Regions from separate parts of the Triticum aestivum genome. Here region 2 is linked to region 1. The links are chromatin contacts, called in public Hi-C maps. All regions are on one chromosome and are shown on one strand. Each heading gives the region's core, a stretch centred on a gene start, on an enhancer-like site or on the middle of the called end of the contact. The rest is flanking DNA. Distances are from core to core; before and after follow the strand shown. Region 1 holds the start of LOC123049760. Region 2 holds the start of LOC123054214 (cis-zeatin O-glucosyltransferase 2).

What was found. A called contact is a pair of places that touch in the nucleus more often than the background predicts.
Region 2: a Hi-C map of leaf shows a contact between it and region 1, with 5 times the contacts expected there. The contact joins the promoter of LOC123054214 here to the promoter of LOC123049760 in region 1. A contact is called at or near these places in 2 of 5 Hi-C or Micro-C datasets (both in leaf) and 1 of 1 datasets of contacts at active chromatin or transcription factors (leaf).

The regions. Positions count from the first base shown.
Region 1 is chr2D:524,701,538-524,708,267 of IWGSC CS RefSeq v2.1, forward strand. LOC123049760 reads left to right here and starts at 4,304. Exons shown (of 3, transcript XM_044472640.1): 1 at 4,304-4,668; 2 at 5,182-5,236; 3 at 5,893-6,660. The coding sequence starts at 4,447. The coding sequence ends at 6,302. LOC123054210 (5-amino-6-(5-phospho-D-ribitylamino)uracil phosphatase, chloroplastic) reads right to left here and starts at 2,498. Exons shown (of 2, transcript XM_044477928.1): 1 at 2,256-2,498; 2 at 110-1,494. The coding sequence starts at 1,387. The coding sequence ends at 350.
Region 2 is chr2D:525,062,494-525,069,223 of IWGSC CS RefSeq v2.1, forward strand. It overlaps LOC123054214 (cis-zeatin O-glucosyltransferase 2), which reads left to right and starts at 3,989. Exons shown (of 1, transcript XM_044477932.1): 1 at 3,989-5,828. The coding sequence starts at 4,093. The coding sequence ends at 5,514.

The DNA.
Region 1 (6,730 bases), core at 3,054-5,553:
AGGTGCACCGGGGACGATTAACCACACATTTTCAGTTAATCGTCACTAACCAATATAATACTAAAAAAAACCCAGTGTTCATCTCTGAGAAAGCCCAAGGAACAAAATAGAAGAGATAATATATGTACTACACAGGAAAAGATTTGCACGGTGGGAAGTTTCTTCACTTTAAACTCCTTTCTAATGATTCAAAGCATCTAAGCTAGATGTGTTTCAGTTATGCATTACAAGGAACCAAGAAGTGAACGCTGATCTGTTACTCTACTTGGTCCGTTACAAAATGTTGTAATGCAGTACTGAAGTTACAACATAGTTATATATTAGTAGTAGATAAGTGCATGCAGAAACATCACTCCTCGATCACAATCTCCATGTCCATGTCAGATCGTCTGCCCCTGCGCCCAAGAACCTCGCCATTGGCGAGCCTCTGCAGGTCAACAACAGAGAGCTGATCAAGCCATCTCACAACATGGTTTGCTGCATGGAGTTCATAGGCAGGGTGCCGGCTTGCAACCGCCACACACCTCATCCCAGCAGTATGCGCAGACTCTGTCGTCAAGTTTGAGCTACCCATCACAAGACAAACATCAGGCTCAAGACCAAGCTGCTCTGCTGCAACCTCAAACATCTCACCCTCGGGTTTCCCTCGGCGGAAGTCCTCCGCCGCCACTACGACATCGAAATAGCCTTGCAGGCCAACAGCTTTTATGCCTTCTTCCAGGTTCATTTTTGGGCGAGAAGCCGTTACTGCTATTGGAATGTCAGAATCCACAAGGGCGTTCAAGAAGTCAAGAACACCTGGTCGCAGCTGGTAGAAAGTGCCTCGGAGTTTCTGATATATTACCTCCTTGCGTGCTGCTAACCTTTCAATTTCTTTTGCATCTTTCGACCAACTTAAGACTTCTGAGATAGCCTGATCAGTTCTCATTCCCTCAATTTCCTTCAGCATTTCATCCGGAGGAAAAGACTTTGCCTCTTCAAGTGATAGTACGTACCACACTCGGGGCTCCAGGTCAGGATCATCATCTTCCACAACAACTCCCTCCCACTCCAAGATCACACCAAACCGGTTACTAGGCACAGTTCCTTGCTTCTGCTGTTTCTTCTTTCTTACTGGTTTCTGACTGGCGTACAGACAGCTAAGGCTTTCAGGGAGCCTATAAACTAATTTGTAGAACACATTGTCTTCCTCGTGGGCTTGGTGGTTCCTCTTGAAGTCAGTTGCATGGGGCTTCAGAAGTGCCATCTTCAGCCTCATGCTCTTACCCCCAGATTTTGCGGTTGAATGCATGTTCAGTTTGGCATTTGAGTTACTTGGCCAGCATTTTCTGTAGAGTTTGTGAATGAGCTGGTGGGAACTGTCAAGTAGGCTGATGGATGAGATCATTGCTTCGAGGTCCTGTATACTTTCACTGAAACAGTCAAGCGCTTCACAGCAAGATCGATTCAGCTCAAGCGCGACTGGTCAACGAGAAGCATAGCTGAACACTTCACCTGTGCTAAGAACCAATCAAACGGTAATATAAGCACACGATGCACAAGTATATTAAACAGAGCAGAAAACTGTGCGTGCTGTGTATAATCCCTCAACATGAACAGTTAGCTTCAGTTGGGTTTTAGTACTCCAGTATGTCGTCTGAAGAAAAAGGGGACATGTTTTTGTTCCATTATTTCGTTCACTAGATTAGTGTTCACCATTGATTTGTAAATCTAGTCCATTCGAGCACTGTGAGGACAGAGCAATCCAAGCTGCTATTACTAATTTATAGAGATGTATAAGAAATAAACTAAAAGCAGAGCCCCTGTTTTGGGCAGCATATTAACCAAAACATGGAGTAAAAGTTATGTAGCCGTAAAAGACCACTTGAGGACTGACTTCACGCGTCTTTTGCTAAAACAGATCCTTCTACGCTTCTACGCAATCTTAATGTTCGTGCAAGGGGAAACATACACTTCAGCATAAAAGGAGGCACACATTGGAACAGAGCTGCTCAGCCTATGAACCGAGAGACTCCATAAAATGGTAATGACACTTCTCCTAGCAAACATACTCACCACACGATTATGTGGTGATACATTCAATCCGGCTAAAGCACCAAACGGCCAAATGCGAATCGTTCTTGAACACAGACTCAACAGCACATAGCACAAAGACAGAATGTATGCTCCAGTGTCTCTTAGCACAAGCGAAAGGCTACGAATCCGCGGGGGGGGGGGGGGGGGGGGGGGGGGGGGGGGGGGGGGGTCTTGCTTACCCGGGGAAGAAGAGGAGGAGGCGGAGGTCGGAGGGGGAGCTGCAGAGAGCATCGGCGGGAGTGGGGAGGGAGTAGAGGAGGCGCCCCCGCTCGGTCCCCGGCGCTTCTTCCCTTGGATGGTGGAGATGGCCTCCATCCGGATAGGCAATAATGCGGCCGGCTGCCTTGTCGATTGGCCCTCGCGGTCGCGGCGGCCGCTCCGTGTCCATGGCAGCTGGGACACGAGGGGCGAGGGGCCGCTTGTCAGCCTGTGCGTCGGCCGCGTGGGGCGGGGGCCGGGAAGTCAGTTTTGTGCTCGAGAGCCGAGCAGACGGCGCTCCGCTATGGGCCGCAGTCGCTTCGTTTTCTTGGGCAGCATGCGCGCGTCTGTCAGCCCATGAAAAGAAGCGCCGTCAGACACGGGTTGGTCCGGTTCCATTTAATCCGGCCGGCCATTTTCCAGAGAGCATTTAAGAACAACTCTGCTATACGTACGATGAATTCTCATCCCACACTCATACGATTAAAGACAGCCCAAGACAATTCAGTTTGTGAGCCACAACATGCAACAAGTTTTACCGTCTGATCGTACATGTGTCCGACCAAAATGTACCGTATGCAGAGCAATTTCGATTTAAGAACGGGCGGTTTACAAGCTCCGCCCCTTGCTTTTCTTCCAAAAGAAAAACACCAAATCAGATTTTGACGGGATTCCATTTTTTTTATGGTACACTTTTTGGGCAGTTTGTTTTATTTCTTTCCCATCTCGCAAGGCAACCATGGCAAAGTTTTTTCCCCTCGCTGTTCGTCGGTGAGCCCGTGGATTCAACTGCGTTATGTCCGCCGCTTCGATGGCCAGTGGTGGAGAGGGGGATCCTGATGCCTCGGCTCCATCTAGTAGATAGGTTAGGGTATTTATTTCTCATAGCGGTGGCGCCCGGGCGGATGACGATGCTTCTTCTTCGCATCAGTCTTCCAGATTTCAATCCTTCTCAAGTTCATTCATTGGGATGGATTAGACAGAGCTCTGGCATAGATTCCTCACAAATCCTCAGGGCATCGAGGTTAGGGTTTCTCGTCATGCGTACATGACAATGAGACTTGATGTCAAGTTCTTTAGATACACTCAAGGGTTCAACAACGACGACTGTAGCTCTAGGCGCTGGTCAGGTCAACTCCGGTAGGGGAGCAGCGGCACCATTGCGTCGGCGGCTTGTTCTAGCGGCGGTAGAGGTCGTCCATTGGTATAGGGACCATGTAATTTTAATTATATCTGGTGTGCTTTGTACTTTTGGTGAACTTTATGATAGAGGTGGAAGAGGAAAGATCAAGCTGTCGATGACTTGTGAGTTCAGTTCTTCCTTGGAGCTCAAACCCAATGGCGCAAGTTCTAGAGATATGACACCCACCGAAGCAATCTCCCCGTTTTGGGAGGATCTTGCTTTGGTGTTCGTTGGGCGGCCTACGGTGTCCTACCGTTGTATCTTTTGGTCAAAAGGCGACACCATGGAGCTCCGATGTCCCTCAACGATGCCTCCTTTCCTTCCTCCCGACCTTTGAGCTAAAAGGGATGCAATTTGGCCTTAGCTTTGCGTCTACAACTCCTTCCTCGCAAAATCCTCTCACGGTGGGGCTATGGTCAACCTTTTTGTCCCAAGTGGTTTCGTCCCCAATGATGATGGATTCTAGGCTATGTCGAAGCATGTTGCAAGGATTAAATTGCGATTTAGTTTTCGAGGCCTCTTTTGTAAAATGCACGGGCTAATTTATAATTTTTCTTTTCTATTAGGTCCTTGTACCATCTCAAATACTAAAAAAAAAGTGTGACATTTTTTAAAGATTTAATTTCGAACATAAATTAACCAATAATACATACGCCATTTAACTTCAGAATTATTGTACTGTTGATTAAAAAAATCAAATATTAATCTAATGATAAGATTTTTGTAATGCCTTCTTTCTTAGGGTCAAAGAAAAAAATGTTATCTATTGCAGCCTGGGTCTTTCGAGAATCGAGACCCTTTCCCTAGCTAAAGGTAAATGATTTCTACTTTTCGCAGTCATTAATTTAGAAATGCTTGACTGGAACTGCACGCTTCCTCTGTTCGGGAATATCAATCGTCTCTGAACACACCATCAACTAGCACATCGATTGCTTATCTCGCCTTCAAACTTCCGGTGTTCAACCATTTGCCTCCCACGCGCACGCGGGATGGCAGCTCACGCCACCGCCGCCGCCGCCTCGCCTCTTCCGCCGCCATCGGAGTCGACGGCTGCCTTCGATACGAAGCCGCCACCTAGTCCGCCGCCGCCGCCGCCGCTTTCGGCCGACGCGCCGCCAAAGAAGCGGAAGCTGGAGGAGCTGGGGTTTCACGACTCGCCCTACTACAGGATCAGAGAAGCCGTCGCCAGCCTCCGCGGCCGCTTCCTTCAGGTTCGCACACCAAACCCTTAATCTCTCCGCGCACTCCGTTCAGTCTTGGTAACTGCAGCAACTTGCATAATCGTGCTATTTGTTGGGGTTTTTTACCAGACGTTTTTTTTTTGAGTAATGCTTCAGGCTAGAATGCTGGTAGTAATGCTATGCTTGCTAGTGTAGTTGTTGGAAATTGGATTAGCGACTGAATGGGAAATTTCCAAGGTTCAGTGCTGGGCTCATGCTAGTTTCAGTTGAAATGTATGATGTTGGAGCTCAGAAAGACGGAGAAAAGGGCATACATCTGCAAAATAGAGATTGGAGCCCAGAAAGACGGCGGTGACCACTATAGCTTGTGTCTTCGGACTACACAATTGTTCTGTGCAATCGTGTACTGCCATTGCTGATATTGGATTAGAACTTCTGCTAATTTGACATACCCTCGCCTGCTGTTTACTTGTCAATTGTCGTATGATTTGTACTGGTGAAAACAGGAAGCCACTCTGAAATGGTACATTTGTTTTGTTGAAGGTTTGCCAAGCTACTGATTCCCAGAAGAAAGATGCTGCTCTTGAGATCCTGAAAGGTAAATGTTCAGTTCCTATTGTTGTCAGAGCTTACAGAGATGTGTTCAACTTCCCTGATGTACTGTGTATGTTTTGGGTCCGAGTATGTTTTTTTAGGTGAGTCTGGGTATGTTTTTGGTCAGGTTCATATAGTTTAGGATATCGAACCATTTCCTCTATAATTCAATGTTTTATTTATAGAAGCACAATGTTCTGTGTACATACCATTATGATTGCAATCTAAAATTTTATATCAGTGTGTTACATCTCTTTAACATATAAACACATTGATATGTTACATTTCATAGCCCTGCACTTGATAAACGTCTATTGTTTTTTGTAACATAGCTAATGTATCATGCCGGGCTTGAAACCTAAGATCATAATGTATTTGTCAGGATTCTTATTACCCATCAGAAGTTATATGAAATATACATATACACACTATTCACAGAAGCACTATGAATCTGAATATGTTTACTTCTTTCTGGAAAGCCACTTAAATCGTGCTCTCTGTTTTGGTTTAGAAATTTCTGATGATTAAGTATGGCTTAATGCTTATACCTGACGATTTAAAGGGTCTTCTGAACGTATGGGCTCTTTATCATGGATATGCATGCATGTATTGAAGATAAATAAGGCTAATTAGTCTGCCACTGTACATTTTGTGTTGCAGAGATAAAAGTTGTCATGGAATTATCCAAGAAAATGCGGCTTGATATCTCTGCTGCTGCTGAGCCTGTTAAACCATCGGACATACCTGCAGTTAGAGATGTCAAGATCAAGCCCGCAGGAAAAGTTCCATCTGGAGGGAAGAATCAAGTGCCCCAGATAGGCCAGGATACAGGCGAGAAGGTACCACTCAAGCCTGTAAGCTCGCAGACTGCTTCCGTGGGGATTCATCGAGAAGCCAATCCAAATGAGACGGCAAACCATGGCAATCAACTGCTGGGCGGGCGCTTACAAGGGTCTTATGTCGTTGGTGGATCTCCCATGGGCTGGAATTTTCTCATGTGGCCTGGAGGCAAAGCAGTCTACTATGGCTTGACCAAAGCAGAGTGGTTGGCACGTCAAGCTGCAGAGTGAAATCTCACTTCCACTCTGCAGTCTAACATGTAGTTCACGCTGAAATATTCAGAGATAACCTAGTTGTTGCTAGTAGCCCGCTGTGATATAGTAAATGGATAGTACATCAGACTAGACATATGAGTTCTTGGCACCTGAGGTCCTGGACATGGCGAGAGTATCATCAGTGAGCATCATTTTGGAAAGCTTTTGGCTGAATCTACAGCGCGGTGACTATTCACTAGTAGGCATACCGTGATTTTTCTTGTATTTTGAACCGGTCAAGGCCGCTGCTCTTGTCATGATTTGCGATTCAGGAATGGGTACAGCAGGAAGTAGCTTAAGCACATTGGGATGATCGATGCATTTTCTTCTTTAAGCAAGTCCAAAAGCATATGACGTCGTGTTTCTGTGAATTGTGATGGACTCGACTGGTTTTGCAAAGGGTT
Region 2 (6,730 bases), core at 2,739-5,238, 360 kb after region 1:
CGATTGGTCATTAATCGGATATAAATAAAGGAGGGATTGTAGCTACCATTGTAAAGAAGGAAATTTGACTGGATAGGGAATCTCCAAATGAAGAAGGAAAGAAATTACAAGAAAGAATAAACTCAGAAGGGAAGGAATTAAAAGTTATGATCACAATTATGGGCAAAATTCATATGCGGGTGGGATCTTTACGGGAGGGACGACATAAATAAGGGCCTAATCAGAGGAGAGGCACCATTGTAAATAGGATTTGGAATATACCTTAAATAAGGAAAGCGACTAAAAGAAGGAATAAACTCAGAAGGAAAGGAATTAAAAGGGGTACAATCACAATTATGGGCCGAATATATCTATGAGGTGGCCGTGAATAACAAACAAGGAATCACCTATTCTTGGTAACTGGTATGTCACCTGAATGACCTCCATTCTAGATATAATAAGCTGGAAAAAAGGGTGCCATATTCAACCTTTTTTTTTGTTTCAGTTGAAAGCCATGCTAACTTCGTTACGAGGAAGTTGAACAAATAAGGTGCTATATCTGACCTTCTCATGTTGATGAGGCATGATCAGTATATTCAACGCCTAGTCATATCAAGTATTTTTTTTCAAATAATACATATCACAAAATTATTAGCACACTTTAATTTTTTGTGTTATTTAAAATGTGTTTGTGCCTTTTCAAAGATGTTATCTATTTTTTTAAATCATTCATGCATTTTAAAATGATTTGTAGTTTCAAAAAAGTGTTCACATGTTAAAATAATGTTTATATAATTTTTAAAATGTTCACACTTCTTATGGAAAATAGTTCATGTAATTCTAAACAGTGTTCACATGCTTAAAAATATATTCACGCTCTTTTAAAAAATCCATGTGATTTAAAAAGTGTTTGAAAAAACAATGTCGATATTTTAAAAACAATTTCAAAATGTAAAAGTGAGTGGGCATATGAGGGATACTGGATGGACCAGGTGCAGGCTATAGCTCGGAAGCATTGCCGTCACGAGATTAAACTAAACTATTAGACATTCACTTGCCATGGCATGAAAAGTGTTCACGTGTTAAAATAATGTTCAGAATTCAAGAAAAAAGAAAACGTTCAGAATTTCAAAAATTTGTTGATATTTTGAAAAATATTCAGAACTTGAAAAGAGTTTCCCATTTTTTTTAAATTTTTTATTTTTTCAATTTTTGTTGAGATTTCTAAAACGAAAATGGCAATTTAAAAAATGCTCCTAATTCAAAAAGTATTCTTATTTTAGTGAAATTTTCACAATTCAAAATAATGTTAAAAGATGCACATTTTCAAAAAATATTTTAAATTTTCAACATGTGTTCCCATTCTAAAAAAATGTTCGCAAATTCAAATAATGTTTTTTTTATAAAAAAGTTGGTGTTTTCAAAAAATGTTTGTGAATTTTAAAAGATGTTCCTATTTCAAATTTTGTTCTTGTTTTCTGAAAGTGTACATAATTTTCAAAAAAACTGTTCCGGATTTACAAAATGGCTCATGTTTCTTACAATATTCAAAAACTCATACCTTAAAATCTCCTCGATTGAAAGGAAAAGTAGATTGAATAATTCTTGGGCTTTCTATTGTGTACGATGACGTAACAAAACTCTTAAATGCCATCGATTAATGAATTGAAAAATAACGGATTGATTACTTCACACCCGGCGAAACCGAGAAGCTAAATGTTCAATTTTCACCTGCGCACAGGGTTTTGCTTGCACATATAATTCTCACTAACTTTAAATGCATACTAATTTTTCTCCCGTTGCAACGCACGGGCATATGTGCTAGTGGAAGTACAATGCAGAATCGTGCCTTGAGAGAGAATTTTCTTCTATGCACGGGACCTCATTCATTGCTATGTGGGCATCTGACATGATCTATACTAGTATTTTCTCTATTCACTAAGTTTCATTCAAATAAATACGGAGTAGATGCCTAGTGTATGTTGAAGTAAATCTTTTTGATTCACTCCCTCAAAAAGAAAATCTTTTGATTCACATTCTGTTTGCACAACTGTATTTTACTGACGAGATCTTTAAAACAAGACTAATATTGAACATATGTTTAGAAATTATTTTTTAGACAACTAACCTTCAAACTTGTTTCGCACTATTTTTTTAATTCCATGCAAAAAATTTAATATTGGTCAGATAAAGAAGTAACCAACTACCAACATTATCAAACTATCAATGCATGGCATCGGATCCTCAACCAAAATCAACGGCTCTCGCATGCACGGGACGTCCCGTACAAGGGAGAATTGCTTTTCTCTTGTTTTTATGTACTTTCTCCGTTTTTATTCTCTCGTGAGCTATGCCTTAAATCAGATTTTCTAAATTTTGACTAAGTGTATACAAAAAAAAAAGGTCCGTCTATGTCACATCTATATATAAGATAATACCTCATATCTAAGTATGATGCCAGCGCCACCTAATTTTTATTTATTATTTGTCCTTTTTTTTGATTTTAATTTGTCAAAGCCCAAAACTAAAAACCAGCCCGCCCTGCGTCCACCTTGGTGGACGGCCTATATGAAAATTTGGTCACTAGCTCCCTTAAAAAAATCGGTTAGCTTTTGCGTCTGATCGTTATACATTTACAAGTACATCTCTCGTCGCTAGCTTCTAGGCTACCAACGATTTTTTTTTTGCCTTTTGGTTTTCGCGTTTTTCACTCTAATATTTTATAATTATTTTTTATTAAGGAACAAAGTTTGGTCAAAAACATATTTATAAAAATGTTCATGAATTTACATAATTTTTTCAAATTATAAAAATGTTAACAAATACCAAAAATGTTCTAATATACGGTGAACAATCTTTTAATATATGATGATCATTTTCTGAATAGATTCTACTTTTTTGCAATATACAGTGAACATTTTTCTTTGATACACAATGAGCTTTCCCTTTTTATATACGATGAACTAAAAGCGAACTTTTCTATATAGGTCTATTCGACTACTATCGTCAAAACAAAAGACTTACAACACAAAAACCATGTGAAACGGCGAGATGAAGCTACTCCTAACTGAAAATTTCAAATGGTCGCTCGTGTGAGACAATTTTGACAAACTCGTCTATGATATCACCAAACATAAGCGCAAAATGGAAGATTTACGGTCAACGAAACTAGAAGTCGACCGCACGGATAAAGTCACCACATCGATGTGCATCTTTTTTGTATAGAGTTGATCTCAAATCGAAGCATTATTGTTTAAATTAGAATGTATTAGATGAAGAAGATTAAGTAGGCGAGCACAACACAAGGAAAAATATCTAGTGCTACCAAGTTTTAGGTGCTACCATGATACAAGCATCTCGGCCGTTGGATTCTCAGATCTGATGGCTCTCAATAACTCTGCAATATTTGCAAAAACACCTACGAGGAGTCCAAAAATTGTGCATCAGTCCAGCAGATTCAACAACTCCCGGATGCCGTCCAATCTAAGAATCCGACGGCCCAGATGCCCATATCACGGTAGTATTTAAGCCTCGGTAGCACCGGATACTCTCCCCACAACACAAGCACGTGCAAACCTTCCAGCACGGTCAGAGCCACTAAGATGCATTAGGTGGAGCTTTTTTACACTCGCTCGGCCCTGACTCGATAGAAACGGTCGATTCAGCCGTTCCACAAAAGGCATGATGATTGAAGATGCTTTAACAAGGTTTATATGCATACCCGGCAATGCTCACATGCTACAGAACGGACCAAATTTGATCCCGGAGGCCGGTCGAGGGACCCGTACTTTTCTCCCGGCGCCGATAAGATTTGGGAGCGAGTGCAGTGGGCATGGGCGGCAGCGTTTCTCAAGGAGCGGCGGCGATTGGCATGGGTGCCACCTCTCAATGACAGAGGCGCTGTGAGGTGCGGGTGCTATGGGTGGCCCACTTCCGACCGCACCCACGTACGTACATCTACAGAATGACTAACCGGCAGTCACGTGCTACACGACCCTACAAATGTGCAGTTTGCACGGTCGCCTGTGGCATGTACTTAGTACCTGTAAAAGAGTTGTAACTCTAGCAGTCCAGCACGCGATCAGACGGTGAGCGGTTCCCTCCCCGAGTACTATGGCTCCGGCGGCAATGGAGGTCGCGCCAGCGCCCGTGGCCGTCGTGGCCGTGCCGTTCCCCGCGCAGGGGCACCTCAACCAGATGCTGCACCTGTCGCTGCTGCTCGCGTCCCGGGGCCTGGACGTGCACTACGCGGCGCCCGCGCCGCACGTCCGCCAGGCGCGCGCGCGCGTGCAGGGCTGGGACGCGCGCGCCGTCCGCTCGCTCCACTTCGCCACCCTCGACATCCCGCCCTACGCCACGCCGCCGCCCGACCCCGACAGCCCCGTCGCGTTCCCGGGCCACCTGCAGCCGCTCTTCGACGCGTTCTGCGACCACGCCGGGGCCCCGCTCCGGCGCCTCCTCGAGGAGCTCGCCGCCTCGCACCACCGCGTCGTCGTCGTGCACGACAACCTCGTGGCCTTCCCCGCGTCGGAGGCGTCGCGGCTGCCCAACGGCGATGCGTACGCGCTCCAGTGCGTGGGGCAGTCGTTCGGCGCCGGGTTCAAGAACCCCAGCCACCGCCTGGTGCGCGCGCTCGGTCTGCCCGTCCCGTCACCCGAGTCCTTCCTCACCGAGGAGTTCATGGAGCTCGTGGCGCGGCAGGGCGGGCTCAGCGTGCCCGGCGCCGGGCTGCTCCTCAACTCGTGCCGCGCGCTGGAGGGAGAGTTCATCGACGCGCAAGCCGAGACCCTGTCCCTCGACGGCAAGAAGCTATTCTCCATCGGCCCGTTAAACCCAGTGCTGGAGCTGGACGTGACCACGCCCGCGCCGTCGGTGCAGCCGCAGCCGCAGCCGCGCCACGAGTGCATGGACTGGCTTGACAAGCAGCCGACGTCATCGGTACTTTACCTATGCTTTGGTACAATGACCTCGCTGCCTGGCAAGCAGATCGAGGAGCTGGCGGGCGCGCTGCAGAGCTGCGAGCATCGGTTCATCTGGGTGCTGCGCGACGCCGACCGCGCCGACATCTTCGCGGAGGCCGGCGAGAGCCGGCACGCCAAGCTGATGTCCGAGTTCACAAGGCGGACCGAAGGGAGGGGGCTGGTGATTACCGGGTGGGCGCCGCAGCTGGAGATCCTGGCGCACGGCGCCACGGCGGCGTTCGTGAGCCACTGCGGCTGGAACTCGCTCCTGGAAGGCCTGAGCCACGGGAAGCCGATTCTCGCGTGGCCCATGCACTCCGACCAGCCGTGGAACGCGGGGTACGTGTGCGGCCACCTCAAGGCCGGGATCGTCATGAGGCCGTGGGAGAAGAGCCGGGAGACGCTGCCGGCCAAGGAGATCCAAGAGGTCATCAAGAGGGCGATAGACTCCGACGAAGGCATCGCCGCGCAGAGTGCGGCGAAGGCGCTCGCCGAGGACGTTCGTGCCGCCGTGGCGAACGGTGGCTCGTCGTGGGCGGACATGGAGGAGTTCGTCGGTCGCATCACAAAGTGAAGGCAGGATTGGCGTCAATAAACACTGAATGCTCGATCTTGCAGCGTCAATCAGAGCAGTGCACGTGTGTGATTTGTAGTGTCTCTAGTGTCACGTTCGTAGATTTGTTTCCTGTGTTTTTCGTTCGTTCCGTTCGGAACTTCGGACTCACGAACAGCACTCTGAAGTCCATCCGTGGTCCTAGCATGCCGTCTGAAAGGACAAATTGTGCCTATATGGTTCTACAAAATCTGTAAAATCGCACAAATAAATTATGTATGGAGCATATGCATGCAAACTTTGGTTTAAGAGATATGACCATTCGATTCGAAAAATATGTGTACAGCTCGAAATATTCATATTTGCAAACAAATCCGCACGTAGTAAATCTTAACCCCGTGACCTCTTTTTTTGCAGGAACGCCACGACACTTGAACCGGAGAGTCCCTTGTAATGTGATTTGTGGCCTACTCGTCAAATGTTGCACGTTCCATCACACGCCATTTCCTCTGTAAGTTTATCTACTGGTTATTCTTTTGTGTTGTTATTTTCATGATGTGAGACTCATCAGAAGCATAGACATAGTTGAAGAGCACACGCTTTCATGTGTAGACTGCTGACACTAGCTTTGGCCCAATAATGATTTGACCAAACAAACTTCACATGCAATTGATGTTGCTATAGTATGCATGTTTCACTTTGTCTTCATGTTGATGGGTTCGATACTCATGAGCGGCAGGAGAGCAATTGGACATTTCTCTTCCAAGAACAAGCAAATTGTTGCTGGTCGTTCTCATTAGGATTGGAAAAAGGGAGGATAATCACAAGATGAAATTTTCCACCACTAGCCAATACTCCCATCACCTACTACTGCTCATGGTATGGGCCACCATCCATAATCTGAAATCCTCAAAAGCGATGGAAGCAACCGCGCCAAAAGAGTTCGACTTAGCCTCAAAGACTCCCGCGTTACGCTCCAGCCACAATTTTCTTATCCCTACAATGATAAGTGGTCTCTTCGATACAATTCCTCGGGATCCTCGATTCAATGGAGCACCACCAACCTCTAACTCAATCTTCGTTATGACATGTCTCTCGCAAACGAGCATTGCATCAGAAGATGATCAATTGTTCTTGCTCTTGGTCACACAACGAACATTGGGTACAACGAACATTGGGTGCATCAAGGAAGCCTGCTACGCTCTGTTGGATTCTACTAGGGTGCCTCGACTGCAAA